Regions from separate parts of the Zea mays genome. Here region 2 is linked to region 1. A link is a contact called in public Hi-C data. All regions are on one chromosome and are shown on one strand. Each heading gives the region's core, a stretch centred on a gene start, on an enhancer-like site or on the middle of the called end of the contact. The rest is flanking DNA. Distances are from core to core; before and after follow the strand shown. Region 1 has its middle 71 kb from the start of LOC103629480. Region 2 holds the start of LOC100272736 (GDSL esterase/lipase APG).

Region 1 (6,079 bases), core at 2,282-4,781:
TCTGCAACTATCTCGCTGTGAACCCGAGGATGTCAACACTGATGCCAAGAGGCAGTACAAGTTCTTGAGAGGTTTGGTTGACCCCTTGCACTACTAGTTGATGAACCATACCTTCCCTACCTTCCAACATCTGATTGATAGGGCTATATTGACTGAGAGGAAGCACCGGGAGGTGGAAGATCGGAAACGCAAGATTGGTGGACCGTAGGCCGGGCGCAGCAGTCGTCCCCGTTCTCAAGAAATCCACCCCAGTAGTTCAAGCAGAGTCACCCGCAAGGATATCAGCACTAGAACCAGCGTCCGCACCAGCAGCAATTCCAGAGTTAGTTCTCTCAGTAGCAGTAGCAGCAGTACCGCCAGCATAGTCCACCGGTAGGAAGTCAGTACTAGAGGCAGAACAATCAGGCACATCGCCTTCCTGCCCTAGCAACCAATCAGAACTGCCAGATAGCCCCAGCGCAAGGACGAGGCTATCACACCTGGATTTAAGGGATAAAGTCGGGTGCATCTCATATATGCGCCAAAGAAGACAACACATATAATAACAAAGTGTATAGAGATAAATGTCACAATATCATCAGAGTACTTATTCCATAGCGGAAGTCTTACAAAATAAAAGATTAATATAAAACGAACTAAAGTCCATCCTTGGCGCCATAAAGTCAACTGGGAGACGCCACCTAGATCAAGTCAAACTCCTCGTTGTGTGGCTCCTCTGAACCACCTGTTCTTCTCCTGTTGGGGGTGTGAGACAGCAAGGGTGAGCTCACATATGTTCATCGCTCAACAAGTTGTGGGGAATAATGTGCATGAACTCACCAAAGGTGGGAGTCCATGTGATGTGTAAGGCTGATCAACAATAGGGGTTAAAGCTGAGCATTGCTTTTAATAAGTTGGTCAAATTTTATTAGCAGTTACTAAATATAAGTAGATACCAAACCATAATAAGAATAATAGAACAAAATTAATAAATAATCCCATGCAATGCATATGAAAAATTGAATTTAGTTTCATAATTGAATCATGCGAGAGTCCTGAGCTGCACATGACCGTGAGCTCGGCTAGTATACCGGTTTTACACTATGCAGAGGTTGTACCCTGTACCCACAAGTCATGTTACCCATTTGCCAAGGAGTCATGAATCCCATACACCTCTACCAAGAAAGCGAGACAGGGTAACACTATGAGGCCTTTACAAAGTGCCACTAGCTTTCGAAAACCCGCTACAGTTTCTAGGAAGAGCAATTGCAAGAATCCCTCGTCTGACCGCCATCGCAGCAAAATCAACCCGAGAACCTCCCTGCATTCCTACTCCCCTACTGCCCTTGCCCCTTTCGGGTAAGGTAGTCTTCCACTAGCTTATCTAATTAGTCAGCCAAGGGCGTCCCATTCCACCCTTGTGGTGGCACGTGTTTCTCAAGTTAAGCTCCATGTTCCAATTTAAATTAATGGTCTTGACATGAACATAAATAACATAACAGAATAATGGAACATGGATATAATGAAATCTTAACCCAAAACCATGTAAAGCAATAGCATAACTACCCAAATGATTCAGGGATACACAAGGTAAAAAGGATAACCAGTCTAGGGTGACCTATTGGGTCCCATCAAAATTAAACCTATGCATGAATAAGTGGTATTAAAGAATATTATTGGGTAATAAAAGTGGTCAAGGACACAACTTGCCTGGGACTTGAGATTCCAGGTACCATGATGATCCTCAGATTCTCGTGACCTCACTGCTAGTCGTAACAATACAAACAAACATGGTATAGACAAAATTAACATCACACCTAATATAAGAACAAACTGCATAATAATAATCTACGCGTCGTAACGAGACCATGGGTTCGAGAACCACTAAATTCGGAGCTACGGTTACCGAGTTATGATTTACACAGGATCTATGTGATTTGAATATTAAATCATATAATAAATTGATTAGTATACCTCATATGAGAGCATATTCTATAAATATTTATCTCAACTTTAATCTAGATTATAACTTAACTAGAGATCATATTTTAATCAAACTATAATTATGGACATGTTAGATTTGATTTAGAAGAGCTAATCTAGTAGGCATAGGATAAATAAATATAAAAGTACGCGACATGGTATAATTAATGTTGTTAGTGTGTAGTAAATATTTATACGAAGCTAACGCAACTTGAACGAATTGAAACAGAGTTAAAATGAATTAGTTATGATTTTCTAAAGTTATTTATGTGCTTGGTACATAATAAATTAAGTAATCAATTTTAGTCTATGTTTCATGTTCCAACAGAGTTACTAAGTGATAAACAATATTAATACAAAATTATAGGAACTGCAATGGATTAAAAAAGAGCTAAAATGAATTTTCTAGAGATTAATCAAGTTTCTGCAATTATTTTTATATTGAAAATCATTTCTGAATTGAATTTCTTGGGTTTTATTAACTGTCTGGACTGTGCTTACAATATCGAGAAGCTCAGGGGTTCTGCACGAAATATTCTACGACTCAATACACAGTCGCAATGAACTGCGGGTTGGTTCCAATTAAGTTAGGGGTCTCTTTTGCAATTCGTGCCCAGCGAAGGGGTACGGTCGATTTGGGCCCGTTCGATAGACACCAGACAGACCAGATTAGATCTTCCTAAGCCAAAACGGTATGCTTCAGCGGCGGTCGGATCTGACACCTACGATTCGGATTTTATGTTCGCGAGATCCAACTCTGGCCCTAGTTTTCACGATCAACGGCCACAACAATGATCCTACGCATACTCGAATCGGTATCTCCATGATTGAATCGTATCCATTCGCTTTCAATCCGACGACCTGGCTTCATTACTATGTGATCAGATCTCACGCGCACAAACCGAAATCGACAGTCACCCAATCGCCTCCTTCTTGCGAGACCGAGCGGAGCGGCGGCGCCCTCGCACTACGGCGGTGCCATTGCCGTGACCCACGAATTGGCGCCCAGGTGCGTAATACTCAGATGGGATCGGTGCTATGCGCAGAGGAAACGAAACTGAATCAATGGGATAGCTTCTCACTAGAGACGAAGACCAGAGCAGGGCCAACCACGATGTAGGGCGGATCCGCGGCAAGGATAGCACTCCGGCGAGCGATTCCCGCCGGTGCTCCGGTGTTTCACTCCTTCCTTCGACTCCACTGACTTGCACACGTACTGGCACACGCAATGAGCAATTCTCCGGAACCCGAGCGACGCGTAGCAGAAAAAGGGATGGCAGCGGCGTTCTTTCTCTCCTCAGTAGTGCCTGGCGATGGTGGAAGTGCACGACAAGAAGGGGAAAGGCAAAGTCCCGATGTCCCATTTTATGGTCATCCGAAGGGGTTCGATGTTGGACCCGCATGGACGGCTGGATTCGCGGGGCAAGCGCCGATCTCGATCAAGGTTGTTGCGGGAGGTCGGCGTCGTGCGCATGGAGATCACGGCAGCAAGGTAGGAGGAACTGGTCAGTGGGTCCCGTGAACCAGTGAGTCAGCGTCGCGCGGATAGCAACTCGGGTGGAAGACGGCGCTGACGCGTAGGGTCCTCAGGGTAGCACTGGTTTCGTTCACAGGCCGCGTGCGGTTTGTGGAACTGACGAAAGGGGCCCGCGTGTCGACGCCATTTCTCCAGCTAGGTCGAGGGGAGGAAGGGAAAGTGGGCCGCAAAGGAGAAGAGAATGGGCCGGTCTGGGAAGTAAATGGCCCAGGCGCAGGTAAATCCCCTTTTCTTTTCTTATTTATTTTCTGTTTTATTTTCCTATTTTCCTTTCCAAATTTCCAATTCATTTCAGATTCAAATTTCCAAATTCCAAATATCAATCATCTCCCTAATGAAAACATCTACTATTTATATTAATATTATTTTTCTTGTCACTCATTTAGGGGAGGAATAAATGGGTCCATAAACATTTTCCTTTCTCATTTTCTATTTTATATTTTCATTTGATTTACAAATTTCAAGTTCGAATCCAAAATAAAGTTTAAGTATTCAAATTTTTAATACATACTCAAAAACAATTATGATGCAATAGATATATATTTATTTTAATTAATTTATTTGTTTGGTAAATGTTTGAAATATGAAAAACACTCATATTGTTTTCTTTCTTTTTAGAAAAATAATACTTTGAATGTGGGATAAGAAGTAAAAGTTACTTCAAAATTAAATATTCATGTAAATAAATGCTTATGGTGCATCATTTAATGATATGCATAATAATTTAGTTGAATAAAAAACTTTTCTATTACTTCTTTTTAAAAATAATTCTTGGTTTTCAAAATTCAAGCTTCAATTTTCAACACTCAAGTATAATTTGAGATGTTTTCTAATTTGCTATTTTATTTCTTCATATATTTATTTTATTATTATTATTATTCCTTATACAAATTTTGGGCCATGCAAATCCTACCCTCCTTAACAGAAATCTCAGCATGATGCATAATTTATTAGCAACACATAGGGTCAATTAGACCTTATTATTCCTCCTAAAATAGTATCATACCAACTACTAACTAAAGTAACATTTAGGTTTTACAAATAGCTATATATATATATGGCTTAGTGGAGCTACTGGTGGTGGTGGAGGTAGTGGGTGTTGTTGTTGTCTTTCCAACCGTGGTTGCCTCATTTCTTGACGCATCTCCTACCGGTCCTGACGTATTTCCTAGCGTTCTTGCCTTATCTGATTTTGCATTTCGTTAACCATGTTTGTCATATGTTGTAGTACCAGCATTTGGGCGGCAACCACTGGATCGGTTCCAGCCGCTGGAGGATTTGGAGGATTAATTTCTGTTTGCTGTTGCCTGGTAGTCCTCCCTTCCTGGTATTTGTAACACCCGGGCTTTAAGGAACAAAGCCGGGTGCATCTCATACATGCGCCAAAGAAGACAACATATATAATAACAGAGTGTATAGAGATAAATGTCATAATAACATCAGAGTATTTATTACATAGCAGATGTCTTATTACAAAATAAAAGATAAATATAAAATGAACTAAGGATCATCCTTGGCGCCGATAAGTCAACTGGGAAACACCACCTAGATCAGATCAAACTCCTCGTTGTGTCGCTCCTCTTGAACCACCTGTTCTTCTCCTGTGGGGGGGGTGTGAGACAGCAAGGGTGAGCTCACACATGATCATAACTCAACAAGTTGTGGGGAAACCAGTGGGCATGAACTCACCAAAGGTGGGAGTTCGTGTGATGTGTAAGGCTGATCAACAATAGGGGTTAAAGCTGAGCATTGCTTTTAATAAGTTGGTCAAATTTTATTAGCAGTTACTAAATGTAAGTGAATACCAAACCATAATAAGAACAATAGAACAAAATTAATAAATGATCCCATGCAATGCAAATGACAAATTGAATTTAAGTTCCATAAATTAATCATGCGAGAGTCCTGAGCTGCTCATGACCGTGAGCTTGGCTAGTATACCAGGTGTACACTCTGCAGAGATTGTACCCTGTACCCTCAAGTCATGTTACCCATCTGCCAAGGGATCGCGACTCTCATACACCTCTACCAAGGAAGCGAGGCAGGGCAACACTACGAGGCTTTTACAAAGTTCCACTAGCTTCCGAAAACCCGCTACAGTTTATAGGAAGAGCACTTGCAAGAATCCCTCGTCTGACAGCCATCGCAGCAAAATCAACCCGAGAACCTCCCTACATGCAACTCCCCTACTGCCCTTGCCCCTTTCGGGTAAGGTAGTCTTCCATTAGCTTTCCTAATTACTCAGCCAACGGCGTCCCATTGCACCCTTGTGGTGGCATGTGTTTCTCAAGTTAAGCTCCATGTTCCAATTAACATTAATGATCTTGACATGAACATAAATAAAATAACAAAATAATTGAAACAGGGATATAATGAAATATTAACTCAAAACCATGTAAAACAATAGCATATCTACCCAAATGATTCAGGGGTAAACAAGGGAAAAATGATAAACAGACTAGGGTGATCTATTGGGTTCCATCAAAATTAAACCTATGCATGAATAAGTGATATTAAGGAACTTTATTGGGTAAACAAAAGTGGATCAAGGGCACAACTTGCCTTCAATGAGCTCCTGCT
Region 2 (6,079 bases), core at 1,485-3,984, 130 kb before region 1:
GAACTTTGTTAGTTAGTATTAGTCAGTTATTATTGGATTCAGAATTTCAATGTATTATATTCTTAATACCCCCCATAACACTGCTGGGAGGATAGAGCCCCCGCATCTGTGAGGTACTATCAGTAAATTAATTCAAGTACGTATATAAGGGGTGTTTGGTTTCTAAGGTCTAACTTTTTAGTCCCTAAGAGCAACTCGAGTAGTTCTCTAAAAGACTCCCTAAATCAATAATTTAGCCAGCTAAAATAAAACTTCTCTTCAACAGTTCTCTCAATAAACTCCCTAAATTTAACTACTTTCCATCTAACCTGATTTGCTCCCTACATTTAGCAACCATTTACCAACTCCATAAACAAAAGACTGAATGTAATTTTTGTATTTGGATGCCTTTTTTCAACTATGCATTAAAGATATGTTAATAGAGCCCATATATCAGGGGTTGGTGATGCACAATTGCGGCAGCTAGTCAGCTAGAGATTAAACAATTGACAATACAGCAACTTCACGTGCACATGTCGGAAATATATGAATAAACAATTGCGGCACCAAATCAAAAGTCCAACACAATTTACCAAGTTAAATTCATCGTCCCTAACGGTCCCACTGGTGACATGACAAGTTTTGACATATTTAGAAAATAATGTATAAAGAACTATTAGAGAACATGAGTTTTTTGTTTCCTATATTATTTGAGAACTTGCTAAATCTAGGATTTATGTAGTATAATTATATATAACTATTGGAGTTGCTCTAAGTTAACAAATAAACAGGGAGTTTTAGTTTTTATATTTATCAATTTATGGACTAAAATGTAGGGACTAAAAACTAGTTCCTAGAAACCAAACACCTCATATTATGCATGATATATAGGAAAACGCACGTACGCATAGTATATGATCAACAATATTACAAGAATGGTAGGGAGATAGATGGTGCAATTTCACAGGCAATTCAAGGTGTACCGTTGTTTTCTTGGATGGAAACAGGAAACTGGTGAGCGGCTACAGATGGAACAGGAAACTGCTCCACAACATTACGAAAAGGGCAGGGCCGACGGTGCAATTTTTAATTTCACTGGCTATTCCAGACACTGTACGTAGTTCTGTTTCGATGGAGCAGGAAACATGTGAGCAGATCTGCAGATGTGTGTCGTCTCCTTTATTATTCCTACTAGCTAGGTGACCAGCTCGATGCCCGCGTCGACCGTGGACTCCGCGATGAAGACGTTGGCAGCCTCCGACGGGTGGACGGCGTCGAAGAACACGTAGCTGCTGGCGTTCCGGCACGTCCCGGCCGTCGTCGGGTTGCAGAGGTACACCCTCGTCTTGGCCGTCCCCGTCCGGCAGCACGTCCCTCTAGCGTCGGCGAAGCCTACACCACCATGCATGCATGCGTGTCAGTGTCATGATCTCGACCGCGCACGTACGGCACTGTTGAACACGCACGTACATACCGTAAGCCGCGGGGTCTTGTGCGAGTTTGCGGAGGGGCGTGTAGATGTCGAGGATGGCGAGCTTGAGGTCGGCGTGCCGCCGCTTGAGCGCCTTGACGGTGGCGTTCAGCTTGGCGTTGAAGGTCTCGGCGTCGCGGTTGAGCCTCGGCACGCACGCTCCCTTGCCGTCGCCGTACAGCCTGATGGACGCCGGCAGGCAGCCCAGCGGCGGCATGGACGTGACGCCGATCCGCCGCGCCCCCAGCCTGTACAGCTCCTGCAACCAACAACGTACTCATCCCAGATCGATTTAATGATGAATGAAGCAAAAGGATCTCGGATGGGTAGGTGAGTGTCGATCTGATGGATCAGGATGATGACGTATTAGTATTATACGTTGGCGAAGCCGGAGAAGATGCCGACGAGGAGGTCGGTGTACTGCTCGACGTCGTAGCGGTGGGACAGGGAGGCGTTGTGGTAGTAGTTCTGGAGGAAATCGCCGGTGCCCGTGCTGACGACGTAGAGCGCGTCGCCGAGGATGGCGCGAGCCCTGGCGCGCCCGGCCACCGCCGCCAGCTTCGACTGGTACTCCTTGTAGTACTTGAGCTGCTGGGTCAGCGTGATCGCGTCCTGCACGTACGCGTGCGCAAGGGCATATTATATATAGCAGTTAGCAGCTAGCTAGCCTCAACAAATTAAAGCAACAGCATCTGAACGATGATGTGGTACTTACATACATGGCCGCCGTGTCGTCGTAGTAGCTGGACGCCGCGGAGGCGAAGTTGGCGCCGGTGAGCAGGTTCTTCCCCGACGCCTGCGGGCTGAGGTACGGCGGCGCGTAGCTCTCGAAGCCGAGCGTTTCGGCTGCAACAATAAACAATGCACAGAACGAAGAACTCGTTCAATTCGTCACGCACCTGCAGCCGCCGCCATGCATAATGCATGCGTGGTGGTATAGCATGTATATATATATGGGAATGGCTAGCGACCGGTGATGTCGGTGACGATCTTGCCGTCGGAGAATCGGCCGGTGGCCTTGTGCCGCGCGAAGCCCTGCCCGTACGGCGCGTAGTCGGCCTTGAACACCGCGCCCGGCAGGTAGTTATTGTTGCCGACGTCGACGGTGGAGTCGCCGAACGAGATGACCGCCGGCACAATCGGCTGCGCCTGCGCCTGCGCGCCGCCGTTCATCGTCACAGTCACCGCCGACGCTACAAACAGGCACACGACGACCAGCTGCGACGACGCCATGCATGTGCTAGCTGCTCACAGTTGTTACTACGCTCGTCTCTTGCACGTACGTACCGGGCTGTGTGGCCGCTCGACGCATCGGTGACATACTTATATACGACCGTTGCACAGTGCGTGTACATGGTGGTGTGTACCACGCGTCAACGTCGATGGGAGCTCGCGGTTGGGTGTCATGTGTGTATGTGCGCGCGTGCGATTTAAGGCGGGGCAGGCCCAGGCCGGGGCACCGCCTCGCTCGTCGCCCAAGCTGTACCGACGTGACTCCTGATTACGCACCTCGTTAATGCATGGTTTCCTCGATCTTGTAGTGACGCCTGACACCACGTACGTAATATGGGCCAGGTTTTTTTTTTTGTCACCACCAGCGACTCAAACACAAGAGCCACGAGCGACTCAAACACAAGAGCCTAAAGCACGTGCTGACGCGAAATAATATGGATCAAATTAGTACGGTCCGAAAGCAGGTCTAAGCCGTACCTTAGATTTCGGCCCGTCGGGCCTAGCACGGCTTGTATGCATAGGTCGAGTTTGGGTCGGCACGGCTCAATTAAACTTATATTGTTTAATTTCTTTAATTTGGTAAGTTATAACTTTATATGGTTATAATATTTAAACTTTATGTTGTCAAATAGAACTCACATTGTTTAATATCTTTAGTTTAGTAAGCCATGTATATTATGTGGTTGTAATATTTAAATTTTGTGTGATTCAAATATATAGATCGAGCTATGGACACGGTCCAACAAAGACATGATCCTTGTGATTGGTAAGCTGCACACATCCATCTAGACCGAACGCATGCGTTGAATAAGAAGCAGTCACTGTTTGGTTAACTGCATATAGCGAGATGGAGGCTGCACCCACAGATGCAACGTAGACCAAAACATATTCCCTAGTTGCATGCGCGGATACGCTCGAACATTCCGTTTCTCGCTGCCCAGGCTCTCCAGAGCCAGGCGCCGCTGGGCCGCGTAACCAATCACTCGGGATGTGTTTTAGGGTCAAATTGGGTCACTGTTTCTACTATTTGAGCTAACACGACTTAAAAAAAAATTTAGACTTTCTCAGACGGCTTAGGTCTGTTTATCCCAAAGTATGATAGGCTTGGATTAGCTCGACCCGACCCAATTCCCAGCACTGACACGCAGCGGTTAACTAACGGATGATGACACGGGCATTAAATGATCAAAACGACAGCTTCGTGGCCACAATATATATCTACTTTAAAAGGTAATTTAGGGTGTGCCATGTTTTTGAAACTGCATTCTTCTTTCCGTGGGTAGTCTGTATGTTTTTATGAGGGCGCATCAGTTGACAGCAGCGTGAGACCCACAAATAGCGCGGCTCCATAATAGTCGGAGTGGAAGATGTATAGACCATGTAGACGACAACCGGATGGGAGAGAAATAAATCTACACACCATGAAACTAGTACTTTGTACGGACTAGAGTTCTGTAGACAATAAATAAGTTTATGTGACACACTAGAAATCAAACTAGGCAGCTTATACCACTACAATACGCACTGTGGGTGTGGATTGGTACGGTTTCTATATATTAATAAAATAAAAAAAAATATGTGAGTTCTATTGATTAGATGAGTGTAAATATGTAGCCAATAACTAAAGCTCGAACACTACACCGGTAAAATAAGATTTATACGGATGAAACTTGTCCGCACTTCCCTTGCTAATGACCGGAGTTCAGATTTAATTTCAGATTGTGATGAGATTTGGTTACGGTACCGGCCGGTGCGCGGTCGCCGATGCAAGCGTGCCTTCGACAAATAGTACTAGTACCTACAGCGACTTTGGGCGAGCGACCCCTGTCTTTCTTCTTAATAATAATCCAAGTTGGGTAGGAGTATACGTGTGTATTGGGTTTAAGGCAATATACAATGATGTTTAATGTAGGAGCTATTAAGGTGTCTAAAGGGACATTTGAAAAAAAAAATCGTGAAGTTGTCTCTCTGTGTCTCTGGCTCGTAAACCAAGTAACAATAGACAGTGGCGAAGCTAGAGTAAATTAGGGGAGGGTGCATATGCCTTGAGGGTGCATGGTAACAATTTATAGGTGGTACATTAATGGTGAAAATTTGATCCAAATCACTAGATTTCTAAATTTTCGTGGGTGCATGTGCACCCCCTAATTTCTATGTAGCTCCGCCCCTGACAATAGACACTTTATTTCTCACTGTAAGAATTTGTCGTCTGTTATATCGATCTGATATTGTACAAGTACGTTTACTTTTTATATTTATTAATATACTATATTTATAGACACTCAATTATATAATAGAGTCTCTAAACTGTCTCTCCGCTATACTTATAGTCCAATGGCCACAACACCCCTCAGTTGACTGCAACACTGTTGCATGCATCCATTCACTGTACATCACTACTAAACAAAATCAGCTCATGATCCTTGGTTACCTGCATCTATCCATGTTCATGATGGCTCTGATAGGTTTGCAGGCATCCAATAACGCTCTATACGCATTCATGTCCTGGAGGCTGCAGCATGCCACCACCCACACCCAACGAAGCACTAGTTTGTCTACTTGACCCGCCATCGTGTACATGCACTAGTCGACACAGGGGGCGGTAAATTTCTGAAAAGAACAAGGCAATGCCAAGCATACAGCCGCGGACTACACGTCATAAATCAGAGCTAGAAACTTCCAAACACCAATGCCAGGGATGTACAGACCAAAACAATAATTCCTCGTTTGGATCATTAGAATTGAATTCCATTCAAATAATATTAATTTAGACATATATCAATTAAGCTAATTTGATTTTATGCAAAATATATTTATATACTATTATTAGCAAGATATCAGAAGTATTTATGTGCTACAATTTTACTATAGAGGAGTGAAACAAATTCTACTAATGTATAAAATAATTTCTCATACTCCACCACATGAATTTGAGATAAGCTCATATCTGAACTTTGGAAAGTGATAGAATGTTAAATTTCAAACTAAATAAGTTACTTTATTGAGTGAATTCTAATTCCTTTAAAATCCAGGGGTCCAAACGCCCCGTAAAAGAAAACCAACAACAACCGTGTGTCAATACATGCATTCTGTGAGACGAATTTCTCCTTGGTAAAGCATCACCGCGCAATAAGTAAACCTATTGAAAATAAACTCGGTGCAATAATGAACTAGCATAAGAATATACAATAGATAGATAAATGCTTTTGTGAATTTAAGGGTGTGTACTATCAATCCCAAAACAACAACAAGCTAAGCTGGGTGATTATTAAGGTCTTGTTTGGGACCCCTAAAACTAACATTTAGCTACTAAAATTTAGTTGCTGGGTTGCAAACACCCTTCGCTAGTACTATTTGTGCCACGCTGGTAAAAGTTGGAAAGAAGTCTCACCTTCC

Evidence for each region. A called contact is a pair of places that touch in the nucleus more often than the background predicts.
Region 2: a Hi-C map of leaf shows a contact between it and region 1, with 4 times the contacts expected there. The contact joins the promoter of LOC100272736 here to the enhancer-like site in region 1. A contact is called at or near these places in 2 of 25 Hi-C or Micro-C datasets (ear and leaf).

The regions. Positions count from the first base shown.
Region 1 is chr6:82,060,708-82,066,786 of Zm-B73-REFERENCE-NAM-5.0, reverse strand. No RefSeq gene overlaps it. Among protein-coding and RNA genes, the nearest start is that of LOC103629480, 71 kb to the left of the region's middle. Within about 2 kb of position 3,531, at least 16 of the 20 cell types and tissues checked have an H3K27ac peak or open chromatin away from gene starts, as enhancers often do. A contact at or near this core is called in ear and leaf, where this site is marked.
Region 2 is chr6:82,190,442-82,196,520 of Zm-B73-REFERENCE-NAM-5.0, reverse strand. LOC100272736 (GDSL esterase/lipase APG) reads right to left here and starts at 2,734. Exons shown (of 5, transcript NM_001147189.1): 1 at 2,422-2,734; 2 at 2,166-2,296; 3 at 1,829-2,062; 4 at 1,454-1,709; 5 at 832-1,371. The coding sequence starts at 2,683. The coding sequence ends at 1,175. It overlaps LOC103629481 (a long non-coding RNA gene), which reads left to right. Exons shown (of 5, transcript XR_554412.2): 5 at 1-94.